Regions from separate parts of the Mus musculus genome. Here all the other regions are linked to region 1. The links are chromatin contacts, called in public HiCAR-type and HiChIP or PLAC-seq maps. All regions are on one chromosome and are shown on one strand. Each heading gives the region's core, a stretch centred on a gene start, on an enhancer-like site or on the middle of the called end of the contact. The rest is flanking DNA. Distances are from core to core; before and after follow the strand shown. Region 1 holds the start of Phb (prohibitin). Region 2 overlaps Snf8 (SNF8, ESCRT-II complex subunit, homolog (S. cerevisiae)). Region 3 holds the start of Igf2bp1 (insulin-like growth factor 2 mRNA binding protein 1). Region 4 overlaps Fam117a (family with sequence similarity 117, member A).

Region 1 (3,562 bases), core at 620-3,119:
TGCCTCAGCAATTTCACTTGCTGTGCCCTCCTTCTCTTCCTTTGTGAAGCCAACAACCCTTGCAAACACTAAGTTTCAAAATCTGTGGTTCACCTATTTAATCGTTTATTAGGAGGGAAAGCTCTTCGTATGTTGATTGATTCTTGCCCATTTGAGTTATGTAACATCATTCACACTTTTTTTTTTTGGTTTTTCGAGACCTTTCTCTGTGTGTCGTCCTGGCTGTCTTGGAACTCACTCTGTAGACCAGGCTGGCCTCAAACTCAGAAATCTACCTGCCTCTGCCTCCCAAGTGCTGGGATTAAAGGCATGCACCACCACTGCCCGGCCATCACACTTTTTTTTTTCTAACAAAATGTATTTGTTTTATTAATTTTAAGTATTTCACTTATATTCACCACCTTATTTACCCTCCCCAGGCCCTTCCAGTCTCTCTTCCACCCCAATAGTCTTCCTTGTGTCTTCACATTCTCTCTCTCTCTCCCTCTCTCCCTCTCTCTCTCTCTCTCAGATGCCACCTGCTTCTGCCTCCTGGGTGCTGGGATTGAAGTCGTGCACCACTGCACCTAGCTTGCTTTCATGTTCGTTCGTTCGTTTTCTTTCTTCCTTTCTTTTAAATGTATATCTGGCTTCTTATATTTTAATAAGAAATAAATACCGATTGCAAATTTAAAATTGCATTTTATCTTTTAAATAAAAGTTAAGCTAAGAATAAGGAGCAGGTCTTTCTTAGAAGTCCAATGCACTATCCATTGCGCCACAGTGCCAGGGGTTTTCATGTTCTTTACAGATATTCTCAGGAGAGTTTGTATTTCGGGAGCAACAAGCCCAAAAAAATAAACTACTTCATTTTAGATTTGTGTCATGGAGAGGAATGCTATAAAAGTCACTATTTGCTTAATTGGCAAAATTGGAATGCAGACATGGATAATATTTACTTAAGTAAAAGGATAGTAGCCGGGCGTGGTGGCGGACGCTTTAATCCCAGCACTTGGGAGCCAGAGGCAGGCGGATTTCTGAATTCGAGGCCAGCCTGGTCTATAGAGTGAGTTCCAGGACAGCTAGGGCTACACAGAGAAACCCTGTCTCGAAAACAAACAAACAAACAAAAACAAAAAACAAAACAAAACAAAAAGTAAGAGGATAGATATCCTTGATCTTAGAGAATAGTAGGAGAAAGAGAAAAGTGGAGGGAGGCGAGGAGATGGAACAAAAACAACAACAAATACGCAAATTGTTGACAACAGGTGAACTTGAGAAGCCATACACATGATCTCCGTCCCTTTTTTGCAATTCCTCGAATATAACTTGGAAAAAAAGATGCCCAGAGATTTAGACCCTAAATCAAGAGCCTTTACTGAAGTATTGCAAGACCTGAATGACCGACTCCCTTCCTCTTCTTTCTAAGCCGTTTTTAAGGTTATGGAGTGGCTTGGAAGATCAACATCTTACGTCCCTGAGGGCTGTCCTTAACTTCCCTAGCAGTCTCTCAGTGCATGAATTATTTTACCTCACCTTTATCCAAAATGCCCACCCATTCCTTCACCACCTTGTGATTTCCTCTACCAAGTGGAAGCCCAACTCCTTTCCGATCCAGTCTGCTTCCGGCTTCTGGAACCACCTCCTTGAGGAATAGGCACGTGCATATATTACCAAGGAACTACAACTCCCGAAAGGCTTTGCGGCAACATCCCATCCGTTCTCACCAGTCAGAAACGGGTTTCCTGAAAGAGCCCGTTGCTGCATGATCTTTTGGGAGTTGTAGTTGACCTCATTAAAGCCACAGAGCCCGCGGAAGACTGCAAAACACGTTTCCCAGAATGCACGTCGCTCGGCTTCACCAATTGAAGGGTCGGATCTTGAAGAGGCGGGGGTCGGGGGGGGGGGAGGAGCTGCCTGGCGCACGCGCAGTATCCGGAGCTGGGGAATTCATGTGGAGGTCAGAGTGAAAGCAGGTAAGCGTGGTAGGAGCGGTAGAGGCCTCTGGTCCTATGTCCCTGTAGCCTGCCTCTGCTTTCCTATGTACAATGAGGGCATGGGATGCATGTGTGGGTACGCCTAGTGGAGAAGGGGGAAATCTCGGTCCAGAAGGAGTTAGGAATGTGCAAGGGGAGGGGACAGGATGAGGAAAAATCCAGAAGCTGGTGGAGTAAAAAGAGCTGGATGTCAGAGACAGAGGATAAATGTGCATGGAGAAATCCCGATACACAAGCAGTTGAAGTCTGAGAAAGGGGAGGGCGAGTTTGAGGATTGTACCAAGGGTGACGCAGGGGCGGGACATTAAAAAGTTCAAGGCTAACTGGTTTCTAGTTTGTCAGCTACGTGCCCCCACCCGTCCCGCCGCAGCCCCACCTCCAGTCCTTCACCGCTCTGCCTCGCTGCACCCCTGCCAGCCCCTGCTTTCCTATTAACTGGTATGGGGAGGAGTTCTACAATGTCTTCTAGAATTCGGTCTTCTCATTCTAACCCTGGTTCTACTACTTAAGAGTATAACCTCTCTATGCACTTCAGCAGTCATAACCTTCATAAAGTAACTGAAGGTTAAACAAGGCTGTCGGAGACCGTGTAACTTAAATGTTAACAGAAATTGCCCTTTTTGTTGTTGGCTTCAGCCGTGTAGCACCGGTCTCGCTTGTGGCCTATTGGTCTAGGAAAAGGGAGTGTGGTTTTTCTGTGTACTAAGTTCCTCGTGGGTACAAAGCACCGTTCCTACGCTGAGCCAAGTGTCGCAGACTCTTTCTCTGAATGGTTGTAAAGAAACACGTCCACAAACGCAGACATGATCTACAGTTTGCAAGGTGGTCAGTGTTATGGGGCGTTCAGTGAGTGAGTTTGGGCCCACAGGTGTAGACATATGAAAATGTATGTTGAGACATGAACTCTGTGCCTCAGAGCGGGCTTTCTCTGAGAATCTGGTGTCAAAGTGTTTTATGTTTACCCCGTGTTTAGGTGTGAGTGGAAGCAACAGAAGGAGTCATGGCTGCCAAAGTGTTTGAGTCCATTGGAAAGTTCGGCCTGGCGTTGGCAGTTGCAGGAGGCGTGGTGAACTCTGCTTTGTATAATGGTGAGGCGCGGAAGAGCTTTCTGCATAGTTTCTGTTGATCTGCATAGCCCATGTGTCATTCCTTTTAAAAAAAAAAAAAGATTTATTTATTTTATTTATATGAGTACACTGTCGCTGTCTTCAGACCCACCAGCAGAGGGCATTGAATCCCATTACAGATGGTTGTGAGCCACCATGTGGTTGCTGGGAATTGAAATCAGGACCTCTGGAAGAGCAGTCAGTGCTCTTAACCGCTTTGCCATCTCTACAGCCCATTTGACATTCCTGATGCTAGCTGCTGTCTGAAGGTGTGTGAGGTTAAGGGGGACTCACCTGCTACCCCACATACTGGTTGTGAGTCATCAGAGGCCTATGATCACTTAGGCAGGGGTTCTCAGCCTTCTGATGCTTGGAACATTTAGTAGTTTCTCACTATTGTGGTGATACACCTCCACCACCATACAGTTCTTTTCCTTGCTGATTTATAACTGTGATTTGCTACTTTTATGAATCGTAAAT
Region 2 (3,562 bases), core at 310-2,809, 380 kb after region 1:
CATCTCCCCAAGCCCCTGGACCCAGTTTTTGAGGATGAACTCGACAGTCTCTCCATTCTGAAAGTCACCTGTTAGGAACTTTCACATTCTTTTCCTGCATGCTCAGGCTTGTTTAAGGGCAGCCTGTCCAGATATATGTCCTACTTCTAGGCATGTGCTGGGCTCCAGGCAGCACTCTTAACTGATTTAGTTCCTCTTTATTCCTTCCTCCAGAAAAACGGGTATGTGACTGTCAGTGAAATCAAAACCAGTCTTAAATGGGAGACGGAGCGAGCACGGCAAGTGCTGGTATGTGACAGATGGTCCTGGGGTTTAGAGACAGACTTACTTTATTCCCTCTTAACTTTGTATCAAGAAGCCCAGCATCTGTCAGTAACACTGAGAAGGCAGAACTTCCCTAAAGCTGGCCTCTTCCTTGATAATGCACACTTGCTACTGAGGGACCAGTGGTACCCACCAACTTTCCTAAAGACATAGAACCTGGAGCTCTTGATCAGGGGCATGACAAATATAGTTTGCACTGAAAATAGTACAGAGCAAAGGGAATTGGTAACCACGAGATAATTATCTGTAATTACAAACTACATATTAAATTATATGGTGGATAATTTTGCATATAAAGGCTTGCACTAGTGAAACACTTAGGTTCAGAAGAGAGAGCAGAATGAACAGTGTTTCAGTACCTTTTCCTTATCTCAGCATGTCTTTGCACTTCTGTGAAATGAGAGAAAATATGTGCCTAAAATGTGTTGGACAGTCAACAGCTTATCTTAGGAACTGAGTCAGTTGTAGTTTTAGTGCTTCCTATTTGCTCCCTGCAAAGTATCTGAAAGCCATCCAGAACACTGATCTCCACTTGCTCTGGGGAGTGAGACAGAGGCAGGGACTTCGACCCTGTGTCAGCATACACTGTTGGAGCATTGCATTCTTTCACTAACTTCAACTGTACTGCAGCTGAACATTCAGGCCTTGGCCAAAGCCAAACATAATTCCTTCTGGGTGTGTGAACGAATGAAGGCACATGTAAGTTGTCTGAAAACTTCCCAAAAGTTAAAGTATGGGGGCTGCTTAGCTCCCCAAATATAACTACTCTCCCTTTTCTCATATCAGTCCTGTTTCTTCCAACAGGAACACCTGCTGAAGGAAGGACTGGCCTGGCTGGATCTGCAGGCTCCAGGGGAGGCCCACTACTGGCTGCCAGCTCTTTTCACAGATCTCTACTCCCAGGAGATATCAGCTGAGGAGGCCAAAGAAGCCTTCCCTTGACTGAGTGTGGAGGGGTAGACAGCAGCAGGCCAGAAGATGCCCTGTCTGTGAATAAACCTGGACAACTTTGTTTATAAAAAAAAGTTCATTCCAAGTTATTTTTTTGTTCCCCCAGTATTTATTTTTAGAAGTGCCTTCACATTTCATCTGTTTTGGAGGAAGCCTCTTTTATCCAGTGAGGATAACCTGAGCAACATGTAAAATGACTTGTGTAAAACATCTAGACTCAGGGCTGGGCCAAGATGTAGCTTCTTGTGGCTAGCCTTATTATAGCTGTGAAACAAGTCACCACTTCACCAATTCAAGCTCTTCCTCATTTCCTTTCCACCCTAGCAGACTTTGCTCTGTGACTTGTCTTGCAGTCTTCTATGTGAAGGAAACTGAAGTCTGGTGTTAGGTAGAGGAAAGCAAGCGGTGCACTTAACTGGAACAGTTCCACTGCAGTTCAGTAATTTGTCCAAATTCCTTACTGTTTCCTGACCAGGTCAAGGTGGGGAATTGCTGAGTACCTACCCTGTTCTTTTATATACACTGTCCATTTGTCCTTACAGCAACCGTCTTAAGCAGTTATCTGGCTCAAAGGGGAGTGAATGCCAGAGGCAGTGCCAAAGCTAGAGCCAGGCTCTACTAGCCCACGTTACCCTATCATTGCACTCACAGTACAGGCTGGCAGGACAGAACATGCACTGGTTATTTCTTTCTGCACTCATGATCAATCAAGAGGAAACACCTTCTGTTAGAAAGCAAAATTCTCTCACAGCATTTGAATGAGATGGTAATGGAAACAAGGCTTTTTAGAGTTTATAACCCAGTCTTACAAGCTTGTCAGATCTGTGCTGGGTCAATATCTGGACACAAATACAGTGGCTTTTCCACACTGACATCCTGTAGCCTGGGCCCATCTTGACTCCCATCTGCCCTCACAGGACATGCTCACGCCCAATCTTGAAAGCTACTTTTGGTATCCACTCAGGGTTAGTTGTTCTGTCATTGACTGCTGAGAGTATAGCCCTGCACTTCCAAATGATAGGGAACCCACCACAAGTAGTTCTTTCCACAGATGCATCTACTCAGCTGCCAAAAAACTCCTTCCTGACAGGTTGGCCCAGGTGACTCCGTTTCTTTACACAAACCCTCCCACACCCACAGGCGCTTCCTCCTTCTGCCAAAACAAACTTTATTGCACCAAAAAGGAAAAAAAGAAAACTTCATTTATGTACAGTCAGATATAAAGACATCTCTTTGACTCCTGTGCATATATTTCCTCAACTTAAAACCAGGGCATAAAAGTCAGGCTGCTATGCCGGACATGCTCTGCCCCATGGCAGGGCCAAGGAGAAGATTGTCACTTGAAAGTGGGAACACTTAATGGATGACAGACAACACTGGACCCACAGACCAAAGGCATCCTCAGCCCTGGACTAGCTCTGGGAATGGAAGAGGGAAATTGGAAGCAGAGTCCCCTTTCAAACCTCCACATGACCCAGCCACCATGTAGCCAAAACAAAACTGCTCCCCAAGTGACCTGTCCCTGTCCAGTTCTCTGCTTTCTGCCCTCCCAAGAGGTCCCTCTTTGTGCCCTATCTTCTCCCTATCTCTGCAAGGGAGTCCCATGATCCACAAGTCAGAGACCTTTATAGCAGCGGGCAGGGCAGGTGGCTCTCTCCATTTCTCAGGGCTGGACACTGACCAGAAGGCCTGTATCATGTGGATCACTAACCATCCACTGGAAGCCAGAACAGCAACCCTGAAAAGTGTGAACTGTATCAACCTGGGAAGGATAGGTTCTTCTAACCCAGAGCCACTGAAAACACATATCCTTACTCAACCAGCTGAAGGGTCACTGTAGCTAAATTCAAAGAAAGGAACAGCTCCAGTGACAAAGAGGGAAAGATAAAGGGAGAAGTCTCCAGAGTCCCAGCCACAATCCCTCGAGCCATTGGCTGTCCATGCTCACAAATCCCCAGGGATGGGGGTAGGACAGAAGGGAGGACAGGGACTACAGACGTAACAGCTAAACAAAATAGGGACTAGCATTAGTCTTACCGTGCTCCACCCCAAGAAAACCACCCTCATTGACTACTATTCAGGACAATCTGTAAGAGACTATTTTATGTAGTGGCTCAAATCCCACACAGGCTGCAGCTGCCTGTGCTGGGAACCTTTCAAATCAGTGATTGTGGGGACACAGTGAGCAGCTTCCTGACGCCCATGCAGACTTCACAGAGACCTGGGCTCAGTTCCAGCTGGCTTACCTTCTACCTGTAACCTAAAATTCGGAGGAAATGGTGTGAGG
Region 3 (3,562 bases), core at 659-3,158, 340 kb after region 1:
CAATCCCAAGTTGTTGGATTTCTTCTAAAGCTATAAAACAACCACTACACGATCCTAGCCAATCTCTCCCAGCCCCCAACATCCGGAGTTGGGGGTGGGGGTGGAAAGGCCAGTAATGGGTTTGTTCCACTGGAGACGCTATGGACCCCTAAATATTACTGTTTCCCAAAAGGAACTCTTTTCCTACCTTTGTTTTTTGGGGACTGAGTGTTCAATCTCTAGACGTTTTCCTTGCAGTTCTACTTTCCCTGAAGATTTAAAAAAAGAAAAAAAAAAGAGATGAATGAGTGTAAAGAAATGGGGGAGGGATGGGGTGGAAGGGTGAGTAAGGGACATTAGCTAAATTCTAGAGTTCCTGGGGCCTCCTAGAAATCCAGGCACCAGCTGCAGAGGCCTGTGGGGGGAAAGGTTGCTCCGGGTTTGGTAGAACCCGTAATTTCGTTGGGTTTTTTTTTTTCTTCAATTTTTTTCGTTTTATTTCCATTAATCACGTGGGCTGATTGAGCAGCCTGCTCAGATTTGGGAAAGGTGTGAGCGTTTGTGTGAGCGCGCTTGCTTCGGCGGCTCCAGAAGTAGAAGGAAGGAGACAGGCGAAAGCAGGATCGTTTCGCGAAGTGGGGCGGGAGTAGAGAATTAAAACTTTATTTTCCAGCAGAGCCACGGTGAAGGGCTTAGGCGACCAGGCCGGGTCGGGGCCACAGGGCTAGCGGAGGGCCCCCGGGGCGGCGCGGCCCGGGGCGGAGGGTCCCTCGCGGTAGCCGCGCGCCTCTCGGCCCAGCCTCGGCGTCTCGGGAAGCAGCATGGCGACCCGCCGCCGCCACCGCCACCGCCGCCGCGCCACCCGGCTCACGCCCCACTTTCAAATCAAAATGGCTCAAGCCCCAGGCCTTGGGCGGGAGGCGGGAGCCCCTTCCTCCCACGTCCTGCCTCAGGGCTTAGTCCCTAGTTAAAGCGGGAAGAGCTGAGGTGCGCGAACCCCCATCCTGGAAAGGCCCGGGACGGAGGGCAGGGGCTTTGGGGGTGCTCTAGCGCATGGGGGGCTGACTAGGGGCGGGGGGGAATCGGGGAAACCACGCCTATACCCGAACCCCAGTGTTCGTGAGACACCCCCACCCCCACCCCCACCAGTTGCCAACCGGGGCTCCCGCCCCGTCGGTGGGGAGGGGTGTAGGGAGCCGCCACGAGCGCCTCGGGCTGGGGGAAGGGGTGAGGAAATCCCGAATATCTCCGCGCCGGGAGAAGGCGTCGAGGGAGGCCGGGCGAGGCTGGGGACCGAAGACGGAGGCCGAGCCCTCCCGGACCCGGGAAGAGTTGGCCGGCAAGGAAAAGAGGAGCTGCAGGTCCCCGTTGTTCCGGGATTTCGTGTGTGTGTGTGTGTGTGTGTGTGTGTGTGTGTTTTCCGGGGAGGTGGCCGCGCTCTTACCCGAGAAAGTTTCGATGGCCTTCATCGCCCAGTGCTCGTCGGGGCAATCCACGAAGGCGTAGCCGGATTTGACCAAGAACTGGCCGCTGTAGGAGATCTTGTGCTCCGCGAATACTTTCTCCAAGTCTGCGGGGGTCACACTCTCGTTGAGGTTGCCGATGTAAAGCTTGTTCATGGTGGCGGTGGCGGGGCAAGGACACGGTTCCAGGCAAGGCCGAGCCGGGCGGGCGCGGGCGGAGAGCCTCCTAGGCCGAGAGGCGTGGAGACGGGCGGCGGGAGCCGCAAACTTTCTACGCACCCCACCCCTGAAGTTGTCCGGAGCTCCGGGCGGGTGGGCGGCCTGAGGGCACGCGGGGGTCACGGGAGAGTTTGGGTGAGCCCGGGAGAAGTGCCCGCCGAGTGCAGGGGAGGCTGACGACGACGCGGCGCGGCTCCTTCCCTTCGGTCCGAAACCCCTGCGAGCGGGCTGGTGTGTCACGTTTCTCCGCGGCCGCCCTGGCGCCGCCTCTAAATAAAATCGACTTGAAAAAAAAAAAAAAATGGAGCAGGAAAAAAAAAAAAGGCGAAGCCACGTGGTGACAGCCCCCACCCACCCTGCAGGGAAAGACCCCCGACGCCACCGGGCCCCTTGGCCCTCCAACCCGGACCAACCCAACAGTCTCCAATCTTGGGGGCGGCACTCAGCGCACCCCACGGGTAAACCAGGAAAGTGGAAGCAGAGTTCCCCCCCCAGCTCTCCTATCCCCCTCCCCCTTTGCAAGAACCTGGCCCCTAAAGCGGCGCCCCGCCCCCACAGCGACCTGCACGGGGGGGGGGGGTGGCGGGGGGAGGGCGGTGGCGACCCAAATCCCCCCAGTTCTTAGGAATAAAATGTACGGTAATTTTTTTATTCGTTTTGTGGAGACTGGGCTGCCCACCCCACCCCGGCAAACTGCTAGCGACTGACAGGCGGGGGACTGCCGAGACAGACAAAGAGAAGCTGAGGACTCTGGGGTCTTCAGGAGGGGGTCGCAGGAACCGGTTATTTAAAAGGAAAGACGCCTTTCCTCTACGTTTCTAAGTAGGGGGTCACTGTCTTTCCCGCTACACCGCTAGACTTCGCTGGCCTCCCGGGTCCTGATTCAGGGGACCCTGAGAGCGCGGGATCGGGAAGCTGCGGACACGGGACACGAGAGACAGCGCCTGAAAACGAGGGACCCGCAGGAAATCATGTTTCGGGATCCCCACTGGAGAAAAGCTGGCTTGCACCCAGTCCAGCTGCTGGATGACAACACTCCAGCATCCTTGGGGGAAAGCCTGCACGACCCGGCTCGAGAGCATCCTCGAAGATCAACTGGGTGGGGGAAAAACGACGAGGGGTGGTCGCACCACCGATCGACCCCGAACCGGAGGGGTTGGCTTCAGAAGGGAGGGACCGGGTTGAGCTCCGAGGTCCCCCTCGCCCTCCCCACGCAAGGAGCGGACAGGTGGCGTCGCCCGCCTGCGTCCGCTCTACCCGCGATGCACTGAGCGATGGTCCATGCGCAGGCTGTGGGTCTCAGAACTTAGTTTTGGGGTGCTGGATTTTGGAAGGCCGCCGGGGGAGGGGGTGCAGAGGCCCCGCCCACGTCCCCAGGTCAGCCCGGGGCGGGGAGGGGGTAATTTCCGCTCCGCGCTTGAGGAAGCGAGCAGCGGGGGAGGGGGCTGCGGCCCTCCCCCCTCCCCGTGGGGAGGGGGAAGTGGATCCGCCCAGGTCCCTTCCCTCCGCTAGGACCGACGCGTTCCGGATCCTCAGGCTCCGGGAGCCCGAGGGAAAGACCGGACTGGGCGAGGGGCGACACGTGGGCGGTCGCACCCCGTCTGTGAGGTGGGGGAGGGGGCCGCGCGCTGGGAGTCCCGGACGCGCAGCGGAGCGCGGGACGCGTTGCACACTCAGTACCGGGATCCCCGGCTCTACGCGGGGGACACCCGAGGTTCCAGCGGCTGAGGCTGGATCGACGCCAGAGGGAGGTGGAGAGCGAGGCACGGAGACCCTGGAGAAGCCCCCTGCCTGGCCACCGCGGAGAAGGGGCCGGCGACAACACCCCTAGAAAAAGGGATGGTCCTTGAGCCGCTCGAGTCTGCAAGTGGGAGGAGGGTTGTCGGGGCACGCGTTTGAGA
Region 4 (3,562 bases), core at 414-2,913, 300 kb before region 1:
CAAAGAAGTTTCTTAGTCTGACCTAGGATTTCAGTCTTCTTAGCATTTAAGTTTGGTAAGAGCCAGGCTCCCTTTGGGGGCAGCTTAAGCTGAGTCCTCTTCAACTTGCAGGGAAGAACACCTAGCTTGGCCCAGCCCTTCATTCTGGGTAACAGGACAAGAAGGGGTGAGGCAGCTCTTCCTTTGCTGTGTAGAGTGTATCCAGTCTGCCCCCATCCATGTTGCATGACAGCCGGGTCGTATGGACCCCCATGCTCCATGCAGCTCGCTCTGCCTCCTCAGCTCATCCCACCAGCTCCTTTCTTTTTATGAGATCCACTTTCAAATGTGTCTAATGAACATTTGAACACCCTCTCCTTTCCAATGGTTACAAGATTTGGTTTCTTTGAGCCTGGTTTCCAGTTGCCTGAAGGCCCGAGAACAGACAACCAAGGGATGTCATGGGGCTGATGTCTGGCAAAGTCTAGAGGAGCAAGAGTCTTCCAGAAATGCCCCTTGTTGTATCAAAAAGAATTGAAACAAGGTTAAAGCAGTAAGGTGATATCAATGGCCAGTCCTCTGTAGAAGTGCAGGAAGGAGGTGAAGGGGAGCAGGCGCTCTCCGGGAGCCTGCACTGGTCTCCCTTTATCCTTAGATAAGGAGACAGGGGCATGCTTCATCCCTCGTGAGCCTGGCAGTACACACTCCTTTCTCTATGGCTCAGGCCAGATAATGTAGTAAATCACGGAGGGCTTCCTGCAGGGGTGGACCTTGATGTTGCTTCAAGTAGGTGGATGCATGAGCATCTTGCTTTGCTAGACATCAGGCAGCGTATCCCTACCTCGGTCATTTCCTGTTTGCCAGCCTCTGTCCAGTGGCTGTCCTATTTCTCATGGAGCTTTCTCTCTGTCACCCCAGGCAGGGCTGGCCTCAGACATTCTCTGGCCAAGTTGGAGTGGCCTGGGTTCTGAGCTGCGTGTTTTTGCTTCGGCTTCCAGCTGCAGGCCAGATCTTTTATATAACAAGTCTGGGCTCCTTGCCACAGCGAGACAGAGGTCAGCGATGTGCCTCCATGGGTCTGGCAAGGCCCAGCCCTCGAGCTTTCCTCTTTCCCGGGATGGGCTCCAGCCCTCGCTCGAGGAACTCTTAGCAACCTGTCAATATTGTGGCTGCAGGCAAGAGGTGGGAGGATTCTGATCGGTGTAAGCATCCAACCCCAAGTATGTGCTCTGCCCATCTCCCAGGCCTGCTCTTCAGGGAAGTTTCTGCTCCTAGGCTTGGGTTCCACTCAAATTACTGCTTGAGGCTCCTGTGCCTGGTACAAGCTGCCACATTTAGCACTGGCATTACACTGTGAAAGCTTTAGGCTCAACTGCCATCTCCCCAGAAGGCCTTGTGCATCCCTTCTGAACAGCGAGAGATCACCCAGGAGGATGGATGAAATTTTCAGGAAATGTGGAGAAGGGAAAGGGGAGTGGGGAATCTAGATCTATTAAGGTCTTTGAAAGCATGCCTCTGTGTGTGTGTGTATGTGTGTGTGTGTGTCCGTCCGTCTGTCTGTCTGTCTGTCTGGTTGGTTTGCTTGTTGGGTTGTAATGCTGGAGATAGATAGAGCTTAGGGCTTCAGGCAGGCAAGGCAAGTGCTTGTGCTCTGCCACTGAGCTACATCCTGAGTTCATTAAAAGCCTTTCAGCTGTTAGGAGTGGATGGATGCCAGACCTTTCCCAGTCGCTTTGAGCAAGCCAGCTATTCCTACCCTGCCCCTCACTCGCACCCTTTCTCTCTAGCCATAGCAGTGAAACATTCCGTGGTCTGCTTCATCCAGCCTAATGGCAGGTACTTGTTACTGTTCTCCTGGGTGCCTAACCTCCCTGTGTTAGAGGCTATGCCATTGCTGACACTCCCAGGAATGTGCTTTTCAGTTACAGCTGAGGCTAAGCAGCTCTTTCCCAGAACCTCCCCTAGAGGGCTTTGCTCCTTCCAAGCCAGTGTCAGAGCTAGGCCTCAGACCCAGAGCACCTGCCTTTAGAGAGCTGGGCGTGCTGTGTGCTCCAGGCCTGTTAGTGCATAGGGCAGAAGAGATTGAAGAGTGCTCAGCACTTGGGTCTATGGCAATGCTATGATCCCAGGATCCCCTTCCTGGCCATGTTCCATGTTTTCAGTCAAGTACAAGTCAATGTTCAGACAACCGTAGACTGAGTAGGAGCAAGGCTCCTCACATATGAGGGAAGAGGAACAAAAACAGCTATTCTGGAAAGGAGGAAGGGGTGTAACCGGGACACCTGGGGAGGGGCCACGGCTTCGATGCTTGTATCTTTTTCAATGTTGGGGATGGAACCCAGGGCCTGCACATGCTAGCCAGATGCTGTACTTCTGAGCTAGACTTCCAGCTGGCTTGCTTTGAGCCAAGAGGGCCAATGTGAAAGGTGTGAACAGGTGTTTCCAGCAGTGGCTTCCTGAGACAGGGCCAGCGAGAGCTAGGGAGTCACTCCCCCCAGCACCACTTCCTGTGGCATCTCCATCTTCTGCAGGAAGTCCTGTGTCTGAGAGAAGTTTTTCAGAATTGTCTCAGTTTATTTGAGTGTGTTTTCTCTTCTGTGGCCCACCCTTCCTCCAGGCCATCTGGGAACCCAGAGCTGGCCACCAAGTGCTTTAAGTTGGCCTCTCCTAGTGGCTGTGCCCTGGCCAGGGCTCGTGATGGCAGCACATGCCAGTGGCTGTGGTTACCTCTATCCCTTCTTACTGGGCAAAGTATATGAGCCTTGTACTCTTCTGGAGGGAGGAAGTGGGCTTCCCACAGCCGGGATGACTGTTTGAGCAAAGTTCCCCAGCTGGTGGCATCCTTCCCACAGAAGGGACCTCGGGTACCTCCCCTGCCTGGCTCCACTCACACTCGCTTCTTTCCATCCCCATTTCTGCTTAATTGTGGGGAAACCTCTGTGATCCCCACTCCTGCTCCCATTTACCTCTGACTTTTCTTTAGTCTTAAGTTCTTACCAGACGTCATCAGGGAGCATCCCAAAGGCCGGAGGCTGAGCAGCCTCCTGGCTGGAGAGGACTTCCTTTCTGTCTTTCCTGCATCAGGGGCAGGGGTCCTGCCTTTCCCTGAGCTGCTGCCTCAGTGTTCCCTGATGGCACATGACCCAGTGTGACCGTCACAGACCTTTAAAAAATTGTTTTGTTTTTTGTTTGTTTTTGTTTTTGTGGGCATAAGGGCTTGGGCACAGAGCCTGTTTTCCAAACTAGTGTCCAAGACCAGTGGGTCAGTGCATGGTTTGACAATACAACAAATACTTAAATGTGGCCATGATGGAAAATCTGAGGGTTATCCAGTCACTGCTAAGGTAGAAATGGCAGCTTTGGCCACCTGCAGCCATAGTTCTGGTGCTGGCCAGTGGTGCTGGCCTCCGAGCCTTTTTGTTTGGTCAAAGTCCTAATGGACTGGCTTCCTTCTGAACTGAGCTCAGCACCTGCCCTCTGACATATATATATATATATATATATATATATATATATATATATCCCCAGTCAGGTCCTGGGCTGCTCTTTACTTCTGACAGGTACAGTGTGGGTATGTTCCCAG

What was found. HiCAR-type assays count read pairs that join an accessible place to other places. HiChIP or PLAC-seq counts read pairs in DNA pulled down with a chosen protein or histone mark.
Region 2: a contact with region 1 is called in an H3K4me3 HiChIP or PLAC-seq map of bone marrow-derived macrophages, with 6 times the contacts expected there. The contact joins the enhancer-like site here to the promoter of Phb in region 1. A contact is called at or near these places in 1 of 39 promoter capture datasets (neural stem cells), 5 of 484 Hi-C or Micro-C datasets (B cells, embryonic stem cells and stem cell-derived neural stem cells), 4 of 115 datasets of contacts at active chromatin or transcription factors (the SCID.adh cell line, astrocytes, bone marrow-derived macrophages and 1 more) and 1 of 9 other capture datasets (liver).
Region 3: an H3K4me3 HiChIP or PLAC-seq map of bone marrow-derived macrophages shows a contact between it and region 1, with 4 times the contacts expected there. The contact joins the promoter of Igf2bp1 here to the promoter of Phb in region 1. A contact is called at or near these places in 1 of 39 promoter capture datasets (HPC-7-derived erythroid cells), 1 of 484 Hi-C or Micro-C datasets (peritoneal macrophages) and 6 of 115 datasets of contacts at active chromatin or transcription factors (bone marrow-derived macrophages, cardiomyocytes, embryonic limb bud and 3 more).
Region 4: a HiCAR-type map of astrocytes shows a contact between it and region 1, with 2.2 times the contacts expected there. The contact joins the enhancer-like site here to the promoter of Phb in region 1. A contact is called at or near these places in 1 of 39 promoter capture datasets (the 3T3-L1 cell line), 6 of 484 Hi-C or Micro-C datasets (the AML12 cell line, cardiomyocytes, extraembryonic endoderm stem cells and 3 more), 4 of 115 datasets of contacts at active chromatin or transcription factors (astrocytes, bone marrow-derived macrophages and memory CD8 T cells) and 2 of 9 other capture datasets (adipose tissue and embryonic stem cells).

What each region holds. Positions count from the first base shown.
Region 1 is chr11:95,665,088-95,668,649 of GRCm38.p6, forward strand. Phb (prohibitin) reads left to right here and starts at 1,870. Exons shown (of 7, transcript NM_008831.4): 1 at 1,870-1,955; 2 at 2,950-3,064. The coding sequence starts at 2,977.
Region 2 is chr11:96,046,067-96,049,628 of GRCm38.p6, forward strand. Snf8 (SNF8, ESCRT-II complex subunit, homolog (S. cerevisiae)) reads left to right here. Exons shown (of 8, transcript NM_033568.3): 7 at 214-288; 8 at 1,129-1,364. The coding sequence ends at 1,266. Ube2z (ubiquitin-conjugating enzyme E2Z) reads right to left here. Exons shown (of 7, transcript NM_172300.3): 7 at 1,365-3,562. Among named protein-coding and RNA genes, the nearest start is that of Snf8, 13 kb to the left of the region's middle. Within about 2 kb of position 1,560, at least 20 of the 459 cell types and tissues checked have an H3K27ac peak or open chromatin away from gene starts, as enhancers often do. A contact at or near this core is called in B cells and bone marrow-derived macrophages, where this site is marked.
Region 3 is chr11:96,004,036-96,007,597 of GRCm38.p6, forward strand. Igf2bp1 (insulin-like growth factor 2 mRNA binding protein 1) reads right to left here and starts at 1,909. Exons shown (of 15, transcript NM_009951.4): 1 at 1,424-1,909; 2 at 188-248. The coding sequence starts at 1,598.
Region 4 is chr11:95,364,783-95,368,344 of GRCm38.p6, forward strand. The region is part of intron 2 of Fam117a (family with sequence similarity 117, member A); the gene reads left to right. Among named protein-coding and RNA genes, the nearest start is that of Slc35b1, 18 kb to the right of the region's middle. Within about 2 kb of position 1,664, at least 136 of the 459 cell types and tissues checked have an H3K27ac peak or open chromatin away from gene starts, as enhancers often do. A contact at or near this core is called in adipose tissue, astrocytes, forebrain and 1 more, where this site is marked.